Linked DNA regions of Mus musculus: all the other regions are linked to region 3. Evidence: chromatin contacts called from public HiChIP or PLAC-seq and promoter capture Hi-C data. All regions are on one chromosome and are shown on one strand. The core of a region is the stretch at or near the end of the contact, and the rest is flanking DNA. Distances in the headings are between cores, read along the strand shown.

Region 1 (2,941 bases), core at 98-2,597, 1.1 Mb after region 3:
ATTGCAAATCAAACCAGACAGCCTGATAAGATGAGGTAAACTTTAAAAAGTAATTCTGATTCCTTTAAAGTTCGACATCTGCAATAAATATGAAATGAGATTTACTGCTCGGGATAATGATACAAGCAAGGGAAGAAAACAAAAACCGTGTCTCGGTAACTGGAAAATTCAGTTATCCCAAGAAATCTGTTCTAGAGCATCCAGGATTACAGTAAAGGCTCTTGTTGTCATCTCAAGACCTTGGCATTCGTGTGTATGCGATAAGAGTAAGGGTACATCGCCTTCGTCATACAATAAATAATCTTGGAACACTTAGCTTCTCTTTCGTTTATTAGTGGCTATGTGTGTGTGTGTGTGTGTGTGTGTGAGTGCACATGCCACTGCAAGTATGCAGGTCAAAAGACAAATTTTGTGACCTTTTCTTCCACCTTCTATAGGTTCCAAAGATCAAACTCAGGTTGTCAGGAATCTTTACCCTCAGAGCTATCTCACCATAAAGCGCCTTCTTAAGTTACTGGCAGGGTCACATGGCCTATTGAGTTACAGAGTTTCAATGTTAAGATTTGTCTATGTGCATATTGTTTTATTCTTGGTTCTATTTTTTTCACGGTTAGAATTTTTTGTTTTGATTTAAAAAAAAAGATGTATTTCTATTTATGTGTATGCAAGTGTATCTATGCCACATGTACACCTTACCTTGAATAGGCCGGAAGAAGCAGTTTGCTCCCCTGGAGCTGGAATTATAGGAAGTGAGTTGTGAGTTGCCAGGTGGGTGTGTCATCTGAATTTGGGTCCTCTAGGAGAGCATCGGGCAGGCAGGCAGGCAGGCAGGCATCCTTCTTACCCTCAGCCACCTGTCTCTCCAGCCACCAGTGTGTTTTGCTTTTAAAACAGGGTGTCATGTATCCCAGGCTGGCCTTGAATTAACTGAGTAGCCAAGGACATGCTTGAACTTCTGACGATCCTGTCTCTACCCCACCACGGGCTGGGATTACAGTCACCTGCAACACTGCTAGTTTATGAGGGATTGGGGATAAGCGTAGGGGATAATGCTAGGCAGGCAGTCTAGCGTCTGACCTATGCTTGCTCCCAGCCTAGTAGTTGTTTGTTTGAGATGGGGATCTTTCTGCATATCCCTAGCAGTCCCGGAAAAACTCATTACCTGGCCTCCACCTCACAGAGCTCACCCTGCCTCTGCCTCTCGACTGCTGGGATTAAAGGCTTGCACATCCACCTCTGGCTCTTGTTTTTGTCTCTGAGGTCTTGTTACATAGCCCCGGGCTCATACCCCGCTTGCTTCAGTTTCCCAAGAGCTGGAACTTCAGGCATGAATAACCAGCTTTGGTCTGAAGATTTTAAAGTATTTCCGTGATTCATTCACTTGGTACTTTCTAAAATAGATTTCACCATGACTTCTGTCCTGGTTTCACTCCTTAGCCCAAGAAGTGAGATTCATCGTTCCTACCCACACTGGCTGGATTAGTTCTCTCTAGGTGGCCTTCCTTTGACTCCAGAGGGATGGCCTGAGCACTTGGTGTGTTGACATAGAGATTAAACCACTGTCGTGACTCTCGCCACCTCTGTGAAAGTCTGAAATGGAGGCAGAAAGATTTTCTGGATCTTACAAAAGGATCCCCTTTTAACATTTTCCAGTTTTGAAAATAGTTTTTTTTTTTTTAATGTATTCATTCTATGGTTTCATTTTCTGGTTTCTGATTGTGGTTTCCCCTCCCCCCACTCCTCCCAGTTCCTCCCAACCTCTCCTCTCCCCTGGATCCACACCAAAAGGATGCTTCTTAAAGTCGTAGATATTGACAGATAATTGCGACCACTTGACTAAGAATGAGATAAGGTTGTAGAGAAAGAGAGAAAGGAAGAAAGAATGGGAGGGAGATAACACTAAATATTGGTAGTCATGGTATTTAGATTACATGCAGAATCAGAAATTTTACCCACATGAACATTTACCAAAGGTGACAGGAGACCTGTATTTATCTGGGGGCATGGGTATTTGAGTATATGCTTAAATCCCCAAATCTGTTCTCATAAACACTGTGCAATTATCTAAAAATTTGCTTCAACACCAGTATGTGTGTTTGCCTAATGATAACAGGCCCACAACCAAAATTCCCCAATGTTAAATTTGGCAACACAAGAAAAATAACCATGTTAATTTGAACCTTAGCACCATGGATACCGGCGGTGATTACGGCCTGGTGAACCTGCTAATATTTGCTTCCACAGTCTGTGTTATGTCTCCCAGAAGGTTTCCCAGATGCTTCACTGTGTCTCAAAAGTTGATTCTCTTGATCAAAATGCTGGCCAGGATCCTCAGGCTATGAGAAGTGTTTTTGCCCTTGGTTTTCCTGGGAAATGTCCTGCCTCCATTTCACTGTTTTCCCCTTCTTCCCGCCCACTCAAGCTGAACTTCTCTAGTTAGGAGAATACTCTGCTGTAGAATGAAAGAGAAACACGCCTAAATGTGTGGTTGGGCAGAGTTATTTTTAAATTTAAATCTAGCATAACACTGTTATACAGTAAACTCCTGGTAAAGCTAATTGAAATGGAACTACTTAGTTGGCTATTTCACAGTTCAAGATTTCGGAGTGTTTGGGTGAAAATATTATCTAAGTGTGTGGAGTGTGTAGGCCTTTGCCTACATTTATGTTTATAATTTTCAATGACGATTTTATTTCACTAGAAATTTATTTCGAGGGTTCGGGGGTGGGGGTGGCTATAGGTGTTTGCTGGAGGGTAGGGTGAGTACAGTTAGCATTGGAAAGACTATGTAAGGGCAGGGAGATGGTTTGGAAGGTTGAGGTGCCTGCTGCCAAGCCTAATGACCTGAGTTCAATTCCAGGGGCCCACAGTGGCAAAAGAGAACCCACTCAAAAGTGTGCATCTGACCTCAACATGTGCACTGTGGCTCAACACACACACA
Region 2 (2,700 bases), core at 107-2,606, 1.0 Mb before region 3:
CCCAACTTAAGCTGCTTGTTCACTTATTCCTGTAGCTTTTTTTTTATCTTGTCAGAAATGTGCCCTGTGTATATATAAGCACAGGCATATATCTATATTTATGTATATGTATGTATGTATATGTATCTATATTTCTCTATATAGATATGATACACATTGCACTTTCAATAAATGGTAGAACACTATATTCTCCAGCACCTTGCTTTTCTTCACTTAACTATACATGCTAGAAATGACTCCACAGAGGGCCATCGCAACTGCTACACTTGTCTAATACTCCACTAAGTCGACATGCTTGGTTCCCTGGTCTCCTTGTGAGTGAATGACACATAGGTCAGGTTGTCCTCAGTCTTTGAAAAGGCCTCCTATCGAGAGTTCTTTATCTTTCATCAATGCCTCTCACAGGACTATCAGATAGATGTCTTAGACTTCCATCCTGATCTTGTCAACTTCTGGTTCAGGGAGCCCAGCAGCTTGCCAAACACCCACAGAACAAAGCTGAACTTAATGTTGAAAGTACATTCCCCCCACCCCCTACCCCCGACTCTCCGTTCTTCTACCTGATCCCTTTTTGCCTGAAGACACCCACTAAACCGACACCTTGAGGGTCCCCTCCCCCACCCCCACCCAACGCACAGACCTGTTTTCTCTCAGCCAGCTAGGGGGATAAACACCTCCTCCCCTCCCTGTAGGCAGATCACACTGCACTCTGAGCCTGTTAGGATCAGTGATTTAAAACCTGCCAATCCGGTCTCAGGGGCACGTCTCACGAAACCACTGGACCTTGTGTAGTTAATTTGGGGGTTAGGCAACCGATACCGCATTGATTACCAATCAGTACTTTTTCTCTTCAGATTCCAAATTCCTTGTGGGCAGGGAGCACTCGCTGGGACTAGAGAACGCTCAAGTGGAAAGATGTCCCGGTTTCAAAGTAGCTTACAACACAGTGAGTCACACAAGCACAATTAAGATACACAACACAGTGGGAGTGCCGCTCCGTGGAATACTAGATGGGAAAATGCCCCTCCGTCCTGGAATCCTTAGCCCACTGTCCAGGTCCAGGAAAGCTGTCCAGCAAGTAAGTGTGCCTGTTGAGTGAAATATGTATATATATTTCATTAAGGCATCCGGCAACCTCCTGTGTGCTCAAACCCGTCTTTTTTATCACACTCAAGTGGGTCCATAACCTGTGCCAGCGTCGCTCATCTGAGCCGGGAGAGGCGTGGGAGCGCGTGGGCCCCGTTCGCAGGCAGGGAGGGCAGCTGAGCCCGGCACCTGGAGCGGGTCTAGGCGCCGCGCGGGCGCAGGGGCGGGGAGCGGGGAAAGGGGCGGAGACTGTCGCCCGCCTCCCCACCCGGGCGGCGGCGCAGGGCCGCGGGGTGTCGGCAGCAGCTGCAGCGGCCCGCGCCACCCCCTCGGCCGCGGCTCCGGGGCGAGGGTGAGCGGAGCACGGCGAGCAGCTGCCACCCGGCGCCGAGTGGAGCGGCAGCCCCGGAGGACGCAAAGTTGTCAGTCTAAGCGCAGACATGCCGGGCAGCGACACGGCGCTCACCGTGGACCGGACCTACTCAGACCCCGGCCGGCACCACCGCTGCAAGAGCCGGGTGAGGGCGCGCGCAGGGCGGCGCGGGGGTGCGAGTCTGCGTGGGGAGGGCGCGGGCCGGGTCGGCTCGGAGGCTCAGCACCGTAGAACCCAACGCCGGCCTCTCCCGGCCGGGAAGGTCCGGGGAAAACCTGCGGCCCGGGGACGCTGGGCCACCGCTGGAATCGGAGGCTAGCCAGTCCTATTCCACGACGGTGTCGCCGGGCTCTCCTCCCCGCCAGAGAGCGCACGCTGCCTGCCGGGTCCCCGGGACTCCCAGGGTCTGGCTCCCTCCCGGCACAGCCACCTGCAGGGCTCTGCATTGCTGCTGCGTCCCCTGCCTGGCAGCTGAGTCCCCTGCACTGTACGCCCGGGACGCGCTGCCCAGGTCAAAAGTCGATCTCGGCATGGACGCTCCGGAGTTGGGAGCCGTGCAGAGCGGGTGCCTTCGCCACGGTTTGCAGCCTAATTTGCTGTTGCTGATTTTGGCTGTGAGCGAAAATAGCTCTTCTGAGCAAGCTGTGGAGACCGGCCATGGAGGGCTTCACTATAAAGACGGAGGCCACAGCCCCAGCTCTGGGCCCCTCCTGAGGAACACTTTCCCTTTTGGGAAGCTCAAGTGTCCAGCAAGGATGTGACACCCCCCCCCCCATCCCTTCTTTTGACGGACTAAAGTGCCATTTGAAACAGCACCTCCTCCACTCTGGCAGGCGGCACCTGGAGTTGTTCTCTGAGCCTCCCAACTTCTGGCTTGTCCGAGGAACTGGGGATTCGATGTCGGCTTTCTTGTATAAAGTTCGTAGAGATAGACCGGGCAGAGTTTCTACCCTTCCACCTCTAAGATCAAGTTGCGGCCATAAGTGATAGGCATATGCAGGGGTCCCTTATATATAATGTGGGTATGCAGTCACAATTTGAAACAGTAGTCGATTCTCCCAGAAGTGGCATGTTTACCTCATTTCTCTTTTCACTTTAGCGCCTCTTAATCAATTTAGGAAAAATGATTAAAAAAAAAAAACCCACAAATTTAATGAGTTTGGTGGAATCGCTCCTGCATCGACCGACTCTTTCTCGGTTTCATTAGAAGTTTCATAACAGTGCACCAGGAAAGTATTCCC
Region 3 (2,960 bases), core at 206-2,705:
AAGACTCCCCCCACCCCATGATAGACTGCATTTAAGGCTTGTTGGCCTTTTTTGTCCTTTGTGCACTTTTAAAAGGTCCTATATTCCGTTCTCTTCTAAGTAGACTCAGCTCAAAGACCTTTCTCTAGAAGTTCCTTCGGGATTTGGGTTTAACACTTAGAAGCTTTCAAATCAACCTTTAAAATAAATAAATAAAAAGCAAAAGCGGTTTAAAGATCCTAACTTTCAAGCACGCGGCTATCTGTTAACCACCACTGAGTGTACGCTGTCATACTTATCATAACTTCAGGGGCTAGCAATAAGGAAGCCATTAGATCCCATCTCCAGTTTTATGCTTGGTGCTTCCCTGGACGCGGCTACAGAAGCAGAACTCAGAACGCTAACTTTTTTTCCTCTATCAGTTCATTTTAGGCGTGGCAGCGCTACAAGATTTCCCCCAGCTACCAAGTGACTGAACTATCCAGAGCAGGATGAAAACGGAATCATTTTAAAACCGAATAGAACTGAAGTGAAATAAAATAGGCTCTCCCAGAGATTACTCCAAAGGTCCCTATCCGTCCAAAGCAGGGCGAAGGGTCGGGTAAAATCACACGCCGCTCCTTCCCAGATGTCAAGTCACACCGCAGAACAGCCTTGAGAAACCAGAAGAGCGAGAGATGGCCGGGCTGAAAAGGGCAACTTCGCCCCGTTCCTGGCCTATCTTGTCCCTTCTGGCGTCATTCCACATCTCTCGCTGGCCATCTTTCGGTCGTCAGAAAAACTTTAAAAGCGGAGTCCGCTTTGCAAAAGGAGGTATCTACGTAATGAAGCCAACAGCTTGCGACCTAATGGGAGGTCTAAAAGGCAGGCTGGCGAACCCCGGAGGCCGATCTCCAGCTCCGGGCGTGGGGGTTGCCGGTGACCCGCAGGCCCGGGCGGTGCAGGGGGGTGCGGGATGAAGCCCGGTCGCCAGCCTTTGTCCCCGCGCTTACCTCGTCCTCCTGCTCGCTGCGGAAGCACAGGCAGGCCGCCCTCTTCTTGAAGCCCTCGCGGTCGTACGTCCGCGTCTGGTTGGGCTTGAACTTCATCCTAGAGCCGGGCTCCTGCAGCCGCTGCTCCGGCCGCCACCGTGGGGACCCGGCCGCCGCCACCCCGCCGGGGAGTCGGGCCGAAGGAAGTCGCGATGCTCGGGCGCCGGTGGGACGGGCGGCGGCGGCGGCACGGACACGGACGGCGAGGCCGGGCGGCCGCCGGGACGCGGGGCGGAACGCGGGTCACTGCAGTCCGGGCGCAGCGGTGGAAGCGCCGCCTCTGCTCCGGCGCCCGCCGCTCTCCATGGAGCCCGCCGCCGCTCGCAGCCACTCCTTGCTTGCACCCGCCGCCGCCGCCGCCGCCGGGGGAAGAGCGCGGCTCGTGGCTCGTGCCACGCGGAGACAGTTGGAAGCGACGGTGCAGACCGGGCAGAGACGCCGAGGATGCGCGCCGCCCCCTTCGCCCGCATTTAAGCGGGGCTCCCGCGCGCGCGCGCCGGCGCGCTCCCTCCTTTGGGCGCGCCAGTGCGCCTGCGCGCCAGGACCGTTGCCGGGCGGGGGTAGGGTGGGGAGCTGGGGGCGCGGCTTCGACCAGCCGGGGGGCGGGGCTCGAGGCCTAAGTCTAGGGCTCCGCCAGCTCTGCCCTGCCCGCGGGCGAGTGCTCCAGAGGCCTTTTTTTTTTGGGGGGGGGGGTGCGCTTTGTACAAGGCCAGGGAAGGGAAGCGAGCAGAGACCTCCTCGTTCTCCGTTTTAGAGGTCCGATAGAGTTCCCTTTAGGGACGGACCCCAGTACTGGGTCCTGGAGCCAAGGTCCCCGGAGCCATGGCAGGACTACTGAAGCATCGCGGTTAGCATTGCTTGTGAAGGCTAGGAAGGTTAAATTCATTGAGTTCTCTCTCTCCTCTCCCCTTCCTTCTCCCTCTCCCCACTTCCTCTGTTTCGATGAGAGTGCTTTTATGTGCTCTTGAAGAGTCAGCTGAGGCTTTGAAGTGGACTATAGCCAGTTGTCTGTGTTGTGGCATCCCCACCTCCGCTGACCCTCCAGAGTGCATTCATGAACACTGGTTATGGCTGTTATTCTGTGTGTATCTCATTCTAAGTAAGGCCATAGCAGTAAATCAGTGGGATGTTTGTTGTCTGGAAGCTTACAGTTTTAGGCACTTGGAACAACTCCCAATATTTCAGTGCTATTGAAGAGCCAAGATAGAAAGTAGGAGACCGGTGGGCAGTGGTGGTGCACGCCTTTAATCCCAGCACTTGGGAGCCAGAGGCAGGCAGATTTCTGAGTTCAAGGCCAACCTGGTCTACAGAGTGAGTTCCAGGACAGCCAGGGCTATACAGAGGAAACTCTGTCTCGAAAACCTAAAACCATAAACCAAAAAAAAAAAAAAAAAAAAGAAAGAAAGAAAGAAAGAAAGAAAGAAAGAAAGAAAAGAAAGAAAAAGAAAAAAAGTAGGAGACCTGACATCACTGGAATTCAAGAAAACCCCTAATCCAAATCAGGTGTGGAATCCCAGGTATGTGATCCCAGCACTTGAGAGCCCAAAACAGAAGGATTCGGAATTCAAGGCCATTCCCTGCCATTTAGAACTGGTGAGACTAGACTGGTCTACATGAGACCCTATTTCAAAACCCGAACTCCTAACCTACAGGAGCTTCACTTCCCACAGAACTGTTTAGACAGCCACATCCGTTTTGTTTTTCATTCCTGGAAGGCCTCCGGTGTGCCAGGCTCTGGCATCTTACAAAACCGGTCAGACCCTGCCCCTCCAGTCGAATAAGAACCTAAGAACAGAGAATTAGTGACCAATCACGGGGCGGAATATTAAATTGATTTGGGAGTAGTGGGTCTCGCAGATCTTTGACCAGAGGGGAAAGAAGCAAGCATCGAAGGCAGCTAAGGCAGCAAGGGGAGGAGGGGCTGAGAAGACAAAAGAGTCAAATTCTCAG

What was found. Promoter capture Hi-C pulls out the DNA fragments that hold promoters and counts their contacts. HiChIP or PLAC-seq counts read pairs in DNA pulled down with a chosen protein or histone mark.
Region 1: an H3K27ac HiChIP or PLAC-seq map of embryonic stem cells shows a contact between it and region 3, with 2.5 times the contacts expected there. The contact joins the enhancer-like site here to the promoter of Nudt4 in region 3. A contact is called at or near these places in 5 of 39 promoter capture datasets (the C10 cell line, the HPC-7 cell line, hippocampal neurons and 2 more), 3 of 484 Hi-C or Micro-C datasets (B cells, the G1E-ER4 cell line and the N1E-115 cell line), 3 of 115 datasets of contacts at active chromatin or transcription factors (astrocytes, embryonic stem cells and pro-B cells) and 1 of 9 other capture datasets (liver).
Region 2: a promoter capture Hi-C map of pre-B cells shows a contact between it and region 3, with 4 times the contacts expected there. The contact joins the promoter of Tmcc3 here to the promoter of Nudt4 in region 3.

Annotation. Positions count from the first base shown.
Region 1 is chr10:96,631,609-96,634,549 of GRCm38.p6, forward strand. No RefSeq gene overlaps it. Among named protein-coding and RNA genes, the nearest start is that of Btg1, 16 kb to the left of the region's middle. Within about 2 kb of position 1,348, at least 84 of the 459 cell types and tissues checked have an H3K27ac peak or open chromatin away from gene starts, as enhancers often do. A contact at or near this core is called in embryonic stem cells and pro-B cells, where this site is marked.
Region 2 is chr10:94,513,501-94,516,200 of GRCm38.p6, forward strand. Tmcc3 (transmembrane and coiled coil domains 3) reads left to right here and starts at 1,357. Exons shown (of 4, transcript NM_172051.3): 1 at 1,357-1,604. The coding sequence starts at 1,527. Gm40743 (a long non-coding RNA gene) reads right to left here and starts at 1,379. Exons shown (of 3, transcript XR_871960.2): 1 at 1,188-1,379; 2 at 832-1,088.
Region 3 is chr10:95,562,691-95,565,650 of GRCm38.p6, forward strand. Nudt4 (nudix (nucleoside diphosphate linked moiety X)-type motif 4) reads right to left here and starts at 1,456. Exons shown (of 5, transcript NM_027722.5): 1 at 972-1,456. The coding sequence starts at 1,067.